Regions from separate parts of the Zea mays genome. Here all the other regions are linked to region 3. A link is a contact called in public Hi-C data. All regions are on one chromosome and are shown on one strand. The core of a region is the stretch at or near the end of the contact, and the rest is flanking DNA. Distances in the headings are between cores, read along the strand shown.

Evidence for each region. Hi-C and Micro-C count contacts between places; a contact is called where the count stands out from the background.
Region 1: a contact with region 3 is called in a Hi-C map of ear, with 3 times the contacts expected there. The contact joins the promoter of LOC103632296 here to the promoter of LOC100278221 in region 3. A contact is called at or near these places in 5 of 25 Hi-C or Micro-C datasets (bundle sheath, ear, leaf and 2 more).
Region 2: a Hi-C map of ear shows a contact between it and region 3, with 2.3 times the contacts expected there. The contact joins the promoter of LOC100273730 here to the promoter of LOC100278221 in region 3. A contact is called at or near these places in 3 of 25 Hi-C or Micro-C datasets (bundle sheath, ear and tassel).
Region 4: a Hi-C map of leaf shows a contact between it and region 3, with 3 times the contacts expected there. The contact joins the enhancer-like site here to the promoter of LOC100278221 in region 3. A contact is called at or near these places in 3 of 25 Hi-C or Micro-C datasets (ear, endosperm and leaf).

The regions. Positions count from the first base shown.
Region 1 is chr7:43,919,233-43,921,932 of Zm-B73-REFERENCE-NAM-5.0, reverse strand. It overlaps LOC103632296 (luc7-like protein 3), which reads left to right and starts at 1,364. Exons shown (of 9, transcript XR_555807.4): 1 at 1,364-1,582; 2 at 1,676-1,804; 3 at 1,900-1,939.
Region 2 is chr7:43,504,959-43,507,658 of Zm-B73-REFERENCE-NAM-5.0, reverse strand. LOC100273730 reads left to right here and starts at 1,302. Exons shown (of 3, transcript NM_001347697.1): 1 at 1,302-1,758. The coding sequence starts at 1,561.
Region 3 is chr7:43,677,180-43,679,879 of Zm-B73-REFERENCE-NAM-5.0, reverse strand. It overlaps LOC100278221 (Prefoldin chaperone subunit family protein), which reads left to right and starts at 1,394. Exons shown (of 4, transcript NM_001351007.1): 1 at 1,394-1,545; 2 at 1,688-1,741; 3 at 2,063-2,132; 4 at 2,231-2,493. The coding sequence starts at 1,474. The coding sequence ends at 2,280. LOC100192915 (a long non-coding RNA gene) reads right to left here and starts at 1,259. Exons shown (of 1, transcript NR_156482.1): 1 at 918-1,259.
Region 4 is chr7:43,434,567-43,437,266 of Zm-B73-REFERENCE-NAM-5.0, reverse strand. It overlaps LOC542118 (CRS2-associated factor 1), which reads right to left. Exons shown (of 5, transcript NM_001111750.2): 5 at 1,997-2,700. The coding sequence ends at 2,221. Among protein-coding and RNA genes, the nearest start is that of LOC542118, 31 kb to the right of the region's middle. Within about 2 kb of position 1,351, at least 2 of the 20 cell types and tissues checked have an H3K27ac peak or open chromatin away from gene starts, as enhancers often do. A contact at or near this core is called in leaf, where this site is marked.

The sequences.
Region 1 (2,700 bases), core at 115-2,614, 240 kb before region 3:
TACGTGTCTAGCGGAGGAGAGCTAGCGCCCTAAGTACATGCCATCGTGGCGGCCGGAGAGGTTTTGGCGCCCGGTTTGTGTGATGTCGTGGCCGTCGGAGGAGCGCTGGAGCCTGGCGGAGGGACAGCTGTCGGGGCTGTCGAGTCCTTACTGACGTCCTCTTGCTTCCGTAAGGGGGCCGAGAGCCACCATCATCAAAGAGCGTGCGGGGCGCCATCATTGCCTATCTGGCGGAGCGAGCCAGATGGGACGCCGGTCTTGTTCCCCGTAGCCTAAGTCAGCTTAGAGTAGGGTAATGATGGCGCCTCCCACGTGGCCGGCCCGCGCCCTAGGTTGGGCGATGTGGAGGCTCCTTCGAGGTCGAGGTCGAGTCCGAGCCCCTAGGTCGGGCGAGGCGGAGGCCGTTGGCTGAGGCTAGGGCGGAGTTCGAGTTCTGGGGTCGGGCGAAGCGGAGTTCGTCGTCTTCCGGGGCTTAGCCCGAGTCCGAGCCCTGGGTCGGGCGGAGCGGAATTCGCCGTCTTCCGGGGCTTAGCCCAAGTCCGAGCCCTGGGTCGGGCGGAGCGGAGTTCGTCGTCTTCTAGGGCTGAGCCCGAGTCCGAGCCCTGGGTCGGGCGGAGCGGAGTTCGCCGTCTTCCGGGGCTTAGCCCGAGTCCGAGCCCTGGGTCGGGCGGAGAGGAGTTCGCCGTCTTCCGGGGCTCGCCGTCTTCCGGGGCTTAGCCCGAGTCCGAGCCCTGGGTCGGGCGGAGCGGAGTTCGCCGTCTTCCGGGGCTTAGCCCGAGTCCGAGCCCTGGGTCGGGCGGAGCGGAGCTTCCTATGGTGCCTGCGGCCGGGCCTGACTGCCTGTCAGCCTCACTTTGTCAAGTGGCTCCGCAGTCGGAGCGGCGCAGGCGGCGCTGTCTTTCTGTCACACCGGTCAGTGGAGCGGCGAAGTGACGGCGGTCACTTCGGCTCTGTCGGCTGAGGGGCGCGCGTCAGGATAAAGGTGTCAGGCCACCTTTGCATTAAATGCTCCTGCGATTTGGTCGGTCGGTGCGGCGATTTGGTCAGGGTTGCTTCTTGGCGAAGATAGGGCCTCGGGCGAGCCGGAAATATGTTCGCCGCTGGAGGGGGGCCTCGGACGAGGCGAAGATCCTCCGGGGTCGGCTGCCCTTGTCCGCGGCTAAGCTCGGGTCAGGCGTGATCGAGTCCTTCGAATGGACTGATCCCTGACTTAATCGCACCCATCAGGCCTTTGCAGCTTTATGCTGATGGGAGTTACCAGCTGAGAATTAGGAGCCTTAAGGGTACCCCTAATTATGTTCCCCGATAGGTTTAACTTTATAATTATTGATTTAAGTAGTATTTTGTAAAACTATTTAAGTTGCTCTAAACCAGAAGACTAAAAATTAGTGACTAAAACCAAACGCGCCTTATCTTCGTCTGTTCCTAGATTCTACTAGGACGAGCCCAAATCCAAATCGTCCTGAGGAAAGGGTAAAGAAAGTGAAGCAAGGGGCTGCCTGGCTTAGGGTTTCTTGACGGCTCCTTGCCCTCTCCGCCATGGACGCGCAGCGAGCCCTCCTTGACGAGCTCATGGGCACAGGTAAAGTACCCACCAGATCCCCCCTCGCCCGAATGACGCCGGCCCGTGCCCTATCCCTACCCCTAACCGCGTCGCGGGTGCTGTCGTTCGCAGCTCGTAACCTAACGGAGGAGGAGAAGAAGGGGCACAAGGAGCTGAAGTGGGACGATCCGGACGTGTGCGGCCCCTACATGGTCCGGTTCTGTCCCCACGACCTTTTCGTCAACACCAAGAGCAATCTCGGTATGGCCGTTCCTTCGTTTCTTTCTCTCTTTTTCTTAATATGTTTTGCAGTGATTTTATTTTACTCATAACAAGTTTGGTTGGGGTGTTTGCAGGGCCGTGCTTGAGGATCCATGATCCGAAGCTCAAGGAAAGGTGATACCAGTTGTGAAGCTTAATATATTGAGATGTAAATAAATAAAAACCAACATGCTTCTTGTAAAAAAAATAAGTATGATTTTGTTGCTGTAATCCTTTAATAAAGCGTTATGTTTAGGAAGCAAAGTAGGGTATTGAATAGACTGCAACTAGGAATAGAGAAACCTTGCTATTGGGAGCCATATGGCATGACACCAAAGTATAATAGACGATTGTGTTATATGAATTGCTAGAATGGTAGAGTGGGCTAGTTTTTAGTTGTGAGGATTAAGCTGTCTTATGTTCCTGTTAGGCCACAGGTTTTCATTTGACTGGTACATCTTTTGTTTGAAATTAGACAGCACATTAGAACTGTACTGTGAAATGACTGTGCCATGATGCCCCCCTATCCAGTCTAAAAATAAATAGTTGCTCCAGGATATTACACGTCCTACAGCAACAATGTTCTCTCAATTTTAAAATTATAGTATATTTGGGAGTCTCTGGCACTGGGTCTGCCCTTCTTATATCAAGACATAAAAAAAATTTCTCAGCGGAATATTGAGAGGAATTTGATCTTATATGGTGAAGAAGCAAGGTTGAATACGTATTAACGAAGGGTTCAGAAATGTGTCTAGGTATTCTAAATATTATATTTTGTGTAAATAAAAATCTTTAGGTGAATTAAGTGAGAGTTGCATCCGATTAAAATTTAAGAGGTAGCTGCCCACCCTTTGTAGTTGGCAAATAGGATATAATTAGCACCCTCATTCCCAATT
Region 2 (2,700 bases), core at 53-2,552, 170 kb after region 3:
GCCGGTCAGTGGAGCGATGAAGTGACTACAGTCACTTCGGCTCTGTCGACTGGAGGGCGCGCGTCAGGATAAGGTGTCAGGCCATCCTCGCATTAAATGCTTCTGCGGTGCGGTCGGTCGGTGTGGCAATCTGGCCAAGGTTGCTTCTTGGCGAAGACTGGGCCTCGGGCGAGCCGAAGGTGTGTCCGTTGCTTGAGCGGGGCCTCGGGCGAGACGTGAATCCTCCGGGGTCGGCTGCCCTTGCCCGAGGCTGGGCTCGGGCGAGGCGAGATCGTGTCCCTTGAGTGGACCGAGCCTTGACTTAATCGCACCCATCAGGCTTTTGCAGCTTTGTGCTGATGGGGGTTACCAGCTGAGATTAGGAGTCTTGGGGGTACCCCTAATTATGGTCCCCGACAGGGTTGCTCGGTAGTGTTGCTTGGCGAGCGAGTTGGTCGGCCGTCTCGCCTCGCCGGGTTGTTCGGTGGACGGGTTGGTCGGCAGATCCACCCCGCCGAGTTACTCGTCCGGTGGGCCGGTCGGTTAGCGGTCCATCTTTGGGAGGCCTTTTAGGCCTTCTTCGGGCAACCGGTTCTCAAGTACCTGACAATAGTATCACGTGTTGTTTTATAGTCCCACAAGACAATTAAATGCTAGCAGATGTGTACAAGAGTATGAACTGTGGACCATTTAGATGGTTCATGTTTTAATGATTATGATCTCGTGCATGAGTGATATCTCCCTCAAGATACTATATTATTGTGTTTCCTCTTTATTCACATGTCACATAAGCTTTCTATTCTACATGTCATATATTAAATGAGTAGGGCAACATGCATCAGAAATAGCCTTAACAGCAAAAGCAAACAAAATTGTTGGCAGTAAAGACGAAAGATAAAACTGGTGTTAAATAAGATTAGAGTTTTCATGTCAAATAAAGAAACACAGGTTTCCAATGTTAATGGCTAGTTTGACGACCTTATTTTTTTCAAGAGATTTTTATTTTTTAAGAAAAATTAGTTCATTTTCTCAAGCGAAAATGAAATTTCCTTAATAAAATGGAGTTCCCAAACTAGACCTAAATAGAGAATTTTGTCTTAGTTTAGTTTAGCTTCACTTTGAAATACAGGAGTTTTAAAGAAAGTATACATAATTTTCAAAAAAATAGTTTATTTTCGCATAAAAACACACACAAAATTATGTATGGCAAAGGAGGCCAGGGTCAGCTAATACACCCTCGTGGAACAATCTGGAAGGGTTGAGATATTTCCTCGTTGGATCAGGCAGATGAGATAGCAGTATCACGAGCGTCGAGGTCGAGCGAACCCAACGCATCTCCGCAATTAGCAGCACGCACCCAGAGCAAGCCCAAGTGCCAATCAACAAACCCAGACCGCCAGACGGCAACCGTTGTCATCTCTCACTCCACGGCGCCGGCCATCGTCACTCACACGCCCAGCACCGCAGCACGACACCATCGCGCCCTGGCCATCCTCCCGTTCACGTGCACCTACCGCACGCACCACCGCGGAAAGTAACCCCGAGATCCAGCGCCGTCGGCACGACCAGGCCTGTCCAGGGATGGGGCGGAGAGGGGAGCCCTACTACGTCGAAGCGGCGCCGCCGGTGGACGTGAACAAGAACACAGAGTGGTTCATGTACCCGGGCGTCTGGACCACCTACATCCTCCTGCTCTTCTTCGCTTGGCTCCTCGTCCTCTCCGTCTCTGGTTGCTCCCCCGGAGCAGCCTGGACGGTCGTAAACCTCGCGCACTTCGCCGTGAGTTCCCACCCTCTATTCCGTCCCCAGTCCCTCGCCCTTTCTACTGGGGTTTGCTTACGAGCGGTTGCTCGCGCGATCGACTTCTGATTTTGCGCATGTCTCGTCCCTTTCGTCCTCAAACTGGGTTGCTTCCGTCAACTGTATCCCAAGATTTGGTTGTACTGGTAGTTGGATTTACTAATTAGCTCCTTCGGTGTTTATTATTTCTGCTCCCCAAGTGTTTGTGGCCATTCACGCTCCAGCAGGACTGTTTGATTTTCGCCTTGCGTGTACGTGTTTAGCCAAAAAGATTATGTTCTTTGCCATGAGGCAAAGGCGGAATATGTGTAGGATTAGGTGACAGTTCATCTGAATTAAAATATTTCCTCAGCCTGTGCCCATGGATTGCTAGGAATATAGGAAAGCCATAGAAGAAATATTTTCGAGATAAAATATTAGTAGTATAAGCTGTCTTGGCTGGATGTTCTATTCTGTTAGCTTATCTTAATTTTGTTCCCCATTTGTGTGTGGAACGATTTCCCTTGCATAAAAGTCAAAACAAGCACCCCATTCTTGGCCCGGACCATTTCTTTGTTTCAGAGCAGATTTTTATTAGATATTGACTATTGAAAGGTCCATTTATGTGTACTATACTACTATGAAGAATAGCTAGTCGATAGAATTTTATTTAGGTTTCTGTAACAAGAATTGTTCGTATTAAAGGTCCAGGACAGGCTATGCATTGTGATCTGCAGACTTATGTATTGTTCCGTAATCAATATTTGGACTTGCGGCATGTCATGGTGGCCTGAAATATGTGCCTTGTAAATTATATTTGACAATTCTCATCCTGGGGTAAAGATATTATGTGTCCTTCTGGGTCAGGGATGTGCTCGATAAAATTTGTCCCTTTGACTCGAAGATGCATTTCATGCCATCTGCAATATCACATTATTTTTA
Region 3 (2,700 bases), core at 145-2,644:
AGGCCTCATCCTTGACAATAGAGCAAGTAACTTGTAAACCATCAGTTGTGAACTTTACAGCTCCTTTGGCAAGGATGACACATGACAGCTATTTTGTTTTCCTCTCTTGATGAGCTTTAAATTCAAGCTAAAATTGAAATATTACTCGAGACTCGTGTATTTTATTTCTACCTTAATGAAATGACACACAAGAAAAAAAAAAGAAATATCACTGATTTATCAACCAACCTTTTGTTTTATGCCCCATTGGTTTCTCAAACAACTTGGTATTGTTTTATTACTCAGTTGTTAATGAGGTCTGCACTTGAAGCATTTCCTGAAGATTAGCTTCCAAAACAGAGTACTGACTGGATTTGACCATCTTCCTTACAAACTAGCAAATTAACTACTACACTTCTTCTTTTAACCATATCAACAGTGGAAGTTCATAGGTGGGTGTTGTAACTGCTGATGTTGTCAGATTTTTAATGCCATCGCTGAAGCTGTATGGCTACATTCTCTCAGCACTTAAAACAAGCTTGGAGGCTTAGCTGAGTAGAAATTGTCTTGTATAATTTTCCACATAACCTGTTTGAATACACATCTTTTGTAGTTATATGAACCCGTATGGTGGCAAAAGCTAAGACTTAGTAATCACTGATCACTACAAGTTCCAGATGGAATTTTAGTTGTGATGAATTCAAATGCATATTTGTTTCCAAACAGAAGCACGGCTTCTGGTAATGTTCCGCTAGCGAATTTAGGGGGATTACCGGGATCAGCCGACCCTTAGCAAAACAATGTTAAAGTTTAAGAAAAATTTATAATTTTATACAAAAGTGACGCTACTGATCCAGCAATATTCTTGGTTACTTGCATTAATTAATAGGAACTTCTACAAGAGCCATCGTTCCCCTCATTCAAGACTCGTAAACACTATCACAGAGGAATACTGTGCAGTGTGCACGTACATTTTGGGAACAGGCTTCCTAGTAAACTCAGTCCGAACAGTGAAGCATGCAAAATCATTGAGCGTCAGAACTCTGAATCAAGAACCTAATCAGTATTCACCTACCTTGTTCGCTGGCCACAAACCGGACCTCGCCTTTCTCCTCCATCCTGGGCAACCTGAGTCGCCAGACCACTCTGCCCGCTGGGTCGGAGCCTTGTCCTCTTGTCCCGGCCACAAATCCTGAAGTTACTGCTACCGTTGGGACGGGATGGGCGTGACTTCGCCGACGGGAGGGTACGGACGGAGCCGCGACCGACTCTCGTAGTCGTAGGCTCGTAGCGCAGTGAGATCCCGAGAGGGTCTCGGACAATAAAACCCGAGGAGCTGGGCCTGGCTGTACGATCCGGCCTGCGTTTTCTAGATGGGCCTCCCATGTGACTAGTAGCTGACTGGATGGGCCTCAACATGGTTCCTTGGTGTTGCGGGTGTGCTCCAGCCCCAAGTGTCCGAGTCTTTCCGGCGAAGGGTTTCGGACAGAGAAGATGGCGACGGCGGCGGCAGGGTTGGCTCCGGCAAAGGAGGTGGTGGAGAAGAAGGTGGAACTCCTGAAGGAGGTATTGTCTACCTCCCCATACTTCGACACCTCTATTTTTGTTTCGTGTAGTTCTCCACGCAAGCTTCCTGCTACTGTTCTCCGAATTCGGCTGGTGGATGAGAGAAATAATTTGCCGCATGGATTTGGTTTGGTCTGCGCAGATACGGGCGCACGAGGTGGCGATCGCGGAGCTAGACAACCTGAATCCCTCCCGAGTCAGCCTCTTCCCCTCTGTCTCCCTCCCTTGCTTGCGGTTTGTGTCAGGTGCTGCGAGATGGTACTGGTATCAAATTACCAATGGCTACCACTAGGTTGCTCGCCAGTGATAAACTGATGCTGTACACTTTCAATTAATCTTATTTCAATACATTAGTAATCAGATGACAATCGTGAAGCACCGGTAGAAGCTTTGATTATCCAGGTTGCGAGCAAGAGCACGGATATGCTTACTGGATCTGGGTCAAATTTTGAGTAGCTTGCCTCGTCACGAACTCACAGCTTGTCCATCGTACTCACAGTTTCTTGCTTTGCAACAGGCGGTGTACCAGAAAGCTGGCAACATCTTCTTCCGTAAGAGCGTCAAATCGGTGATCACAACGGAGCAGAGTAACCGCTATAGCATTGCATCTTTGTCCAGTTACTTTCTCTCCTTAGCTTGCATTGTCTAACATTAGTGTGGTTTTATGATTTGCTATGGGTTACAGAGCAACTTGACCAAGCCAAGGCTCGGCTGAGCAAGCTGAACCAAGCTTGATGGGCAGCACGCTACAAATGTTGACCTTGAACAAAATAGAGCATGCAGATTTGAATGGACTTCTCGTTGCTCATTAATTCTGCAGTTGGGCGTTGTGGACATAATCCATGTGTAATGCTACTTTCTTTTTCATGAGATGTATGGCTAGTGTGGTCGTGAAGTTTGGTTAAGCCTTTTGAGCCCGATTCAGTGTTAAAAATCTAGAATTTCAACTAAAGGAGTACATGAGCTGAATAGATTTCTAAAAATCTATGGATTTCTCTAGTTTAATCTCAAATCTCTTCTTACCCTACGTCTTTTAGATTTCTGTCATCCATTTTTTTAAAATATTAATCAATTGCCACTCCTATTGAATTATTTTTATTTTTTTATTTGGAGGCCTCTACTCGACTTGTTGTCCGATGTGACCTGGCAACGGTT
Region 4 (2,700 bases), core at 102-2,601, 240 kb after region 3:
TGATGTATACTGAAACAAATTATACTACACGGTGTAGGTATTTATGCAATTTCTTAGACTGCGTAAAAAATCTGGCATGTTGTTCACTGGTGGACGCATCTACGGGTGGAGCGTAAAAACCTTAAGTTTTGAGCATAAAATCCCTCAATTATAAGCGTAAATACCGAGTCAATTAGAGGTTGATAGCTTTAGTAGGTTGTTATTACGATCCTATTTTTATGACAGATCCGAAAAACATGGCAGCCGCATGCATGCGGTTTCTATTTTTATACAGATCCAAAAATTATGGCAAAATCGTGGGAGTTTCCATTGCATGCGCGCAAATTAAGAACAGCATAAATCAAGGAATTTCCTTTCAAATGTGCATGCAGTAAATTGATATACGAACTCTGTGTTAAAGCATAAAAACATACAGTTTTTAGCGTAAATAATACATGTGGTAGGCATAAAACACAATAAACGAAAAGAAAAATGCGCCGGATCAGAGGATGTCACGCGCGATCATCGCTGCGCGCATCTCGCCCCTTCCGTGACGTCGCTCGCTCGAACATCGTGCCTCATGCGTCGCCGTCGCTACTCGCACGTCGACGGGCGTCGCTTGCTCGCCGGCCTTGGAAGTGCCGCCTCCTCGGGGCTTCGGGGACGCCGCCGCTTGCCTGCACAAGGGCCTCGCTGCGGATCGAGGAACCTCCGCCACCGCGCGTCGAGGTAATGGAGTTGCGGCCACCGGCCTGGGAATCGCCGCCACCGCACAAGGACGCTGCCGCCGCTCGCCCTCTGGATCGGGGGCCGCCACCGCCGGCCTGGAAACCGCCGCCACCACATAAGGGCGCTGCCGCTGCCGCCGCCGCTCGCCCTCTGGATCGAGGGCCGCCACCGTCGGCCTGGGAAACGCCGCCACCGCCGGCCTGGCAACCGTCGCTAATGAATCGAGATGGGGCGTAAAAACGGATCCCTAGCACTACGGATTTCCTTTTATAGACGTCTGGACCTGGTCCGGCTCGACCGGATTGCACTGTCTGGCCTGGGCTTCCAATAACTAAAGGAAGCCCAGGGCTCCTAATATACAATCTATATATATATATATATATATATATATATATATATATATATATATATATATATAACAAATATATTAATTATTGTATGAATTAACTAAAAAGGTAAAATGAATTTTATTTTGGGGTGGATGTAGTACTATTTTGAAACGGAGAGGGTATAAACTAATAAATACAATTAAGATTAGGTTAAATTAGGCAGTTCTGGTCAGGTCGTCTTTAGACTTTGCTTATCAGCTTCCGCGGAGACTAGTGTATGTAAGGCCGAAACCACCCTTCCCACTCCACCGTCACCTAACCTCCGCTTGTGAGAGAGGAAGCGAAGGGAGAGACCTTGTCCACTACAACCATGGTATAGGGGAAAAAATCTACGCAGGAGTCAAAAACTATACGCGGGAGTCATATATAGCGAAGCACGTGAAACACTATCTAGATGAAGTTTAATCATACTGATGTTAAAATCCTTCTGTCTAATCTACTCGCTGTGTATAATCCATGAAGTTGTTCGGTCCAACTGTTTAAGCCAGCTTGCTCCGACTGTCATCTGGTGCGACAAACGCAAAAAGGACATATGGATTTCTAAGGAGTTTCTATTTTCGCAAGAGAAAATAAACTAATTTCTCTTGGTAAAATAAAAATCCCTTGAAAAAAAGGGTTCCCAAACTAAACGTGTCGATTTGCATAGTTTTTTTTTGTCACATCACATCGCTGAAATCATAAAACGGAAGAGTTATTTATCAGTGGCCAATTATGGTGACAACAGACAAATCAGAGAATATGTATTCTGAAGGTTGTTTGTACATCGCACAGGATTATAGGTGCCGTTTGGTTCATATATTTGTAACGTAATGGGTAACGGATAACGTTAAATCATGTTTGTTTTAGTCCAACCGTAATCAGATACCACACTAAAATTTGATACCAGCCTATTCAAATTTGTTACCGCCAGTAATCGAGCCGAAACCATTACCATTACCATTTGCGTTACATTTTTTGAACCAAACAGCACCATAGTTCAGTATTTCAAGGTTAAAAAGGACTCGCCACGACGCAACAGACCTGAGACCTGTTTTAACCAAATTCAGAGTTCATGCAAATCTTGCATATGTGTTCAAAGGATGTTGATACTGGTCTGTGTGGTTAATAAAAGAGCAATCACCTCTCAAGCTAGTAACTTTGCTAGTTCATCTACTCTTAAGGTACCTTGATGAACAACATCAGAAAGAAACTCTTGTCCATGGTCAATTGTCTGCATTGCAGATCCTCCATTAACGATAAATTTATTTTCAACAGGACTGCTCAACATTTTATTTTCTACAAGATGTGTTTTAGTTCTTGCATGATTGTCTGGCACATTTCTCCTGGCACTGGACTTCCTTCGAGTATTCTCAAAAACCAGTCTTCGCGGAATTGACTTTGTAAAAGCAACAGACTTTTCATAGACCAGATCTGAATCAGCAAGCTCATCTTCACTCAGAACAAGTGCCCTGCCACTGTGAATGGCCTGTTCCAAAAGACATAACAATCCCTCTACTTTAGAACCGCTATTTAGAACAACTGTACCTTTTGTACCATCGTTTCTTTTCCTCTTCATTTCCAAATTATAATCATCCGGACAATGTTCTGACTTCTCTACCAGAGC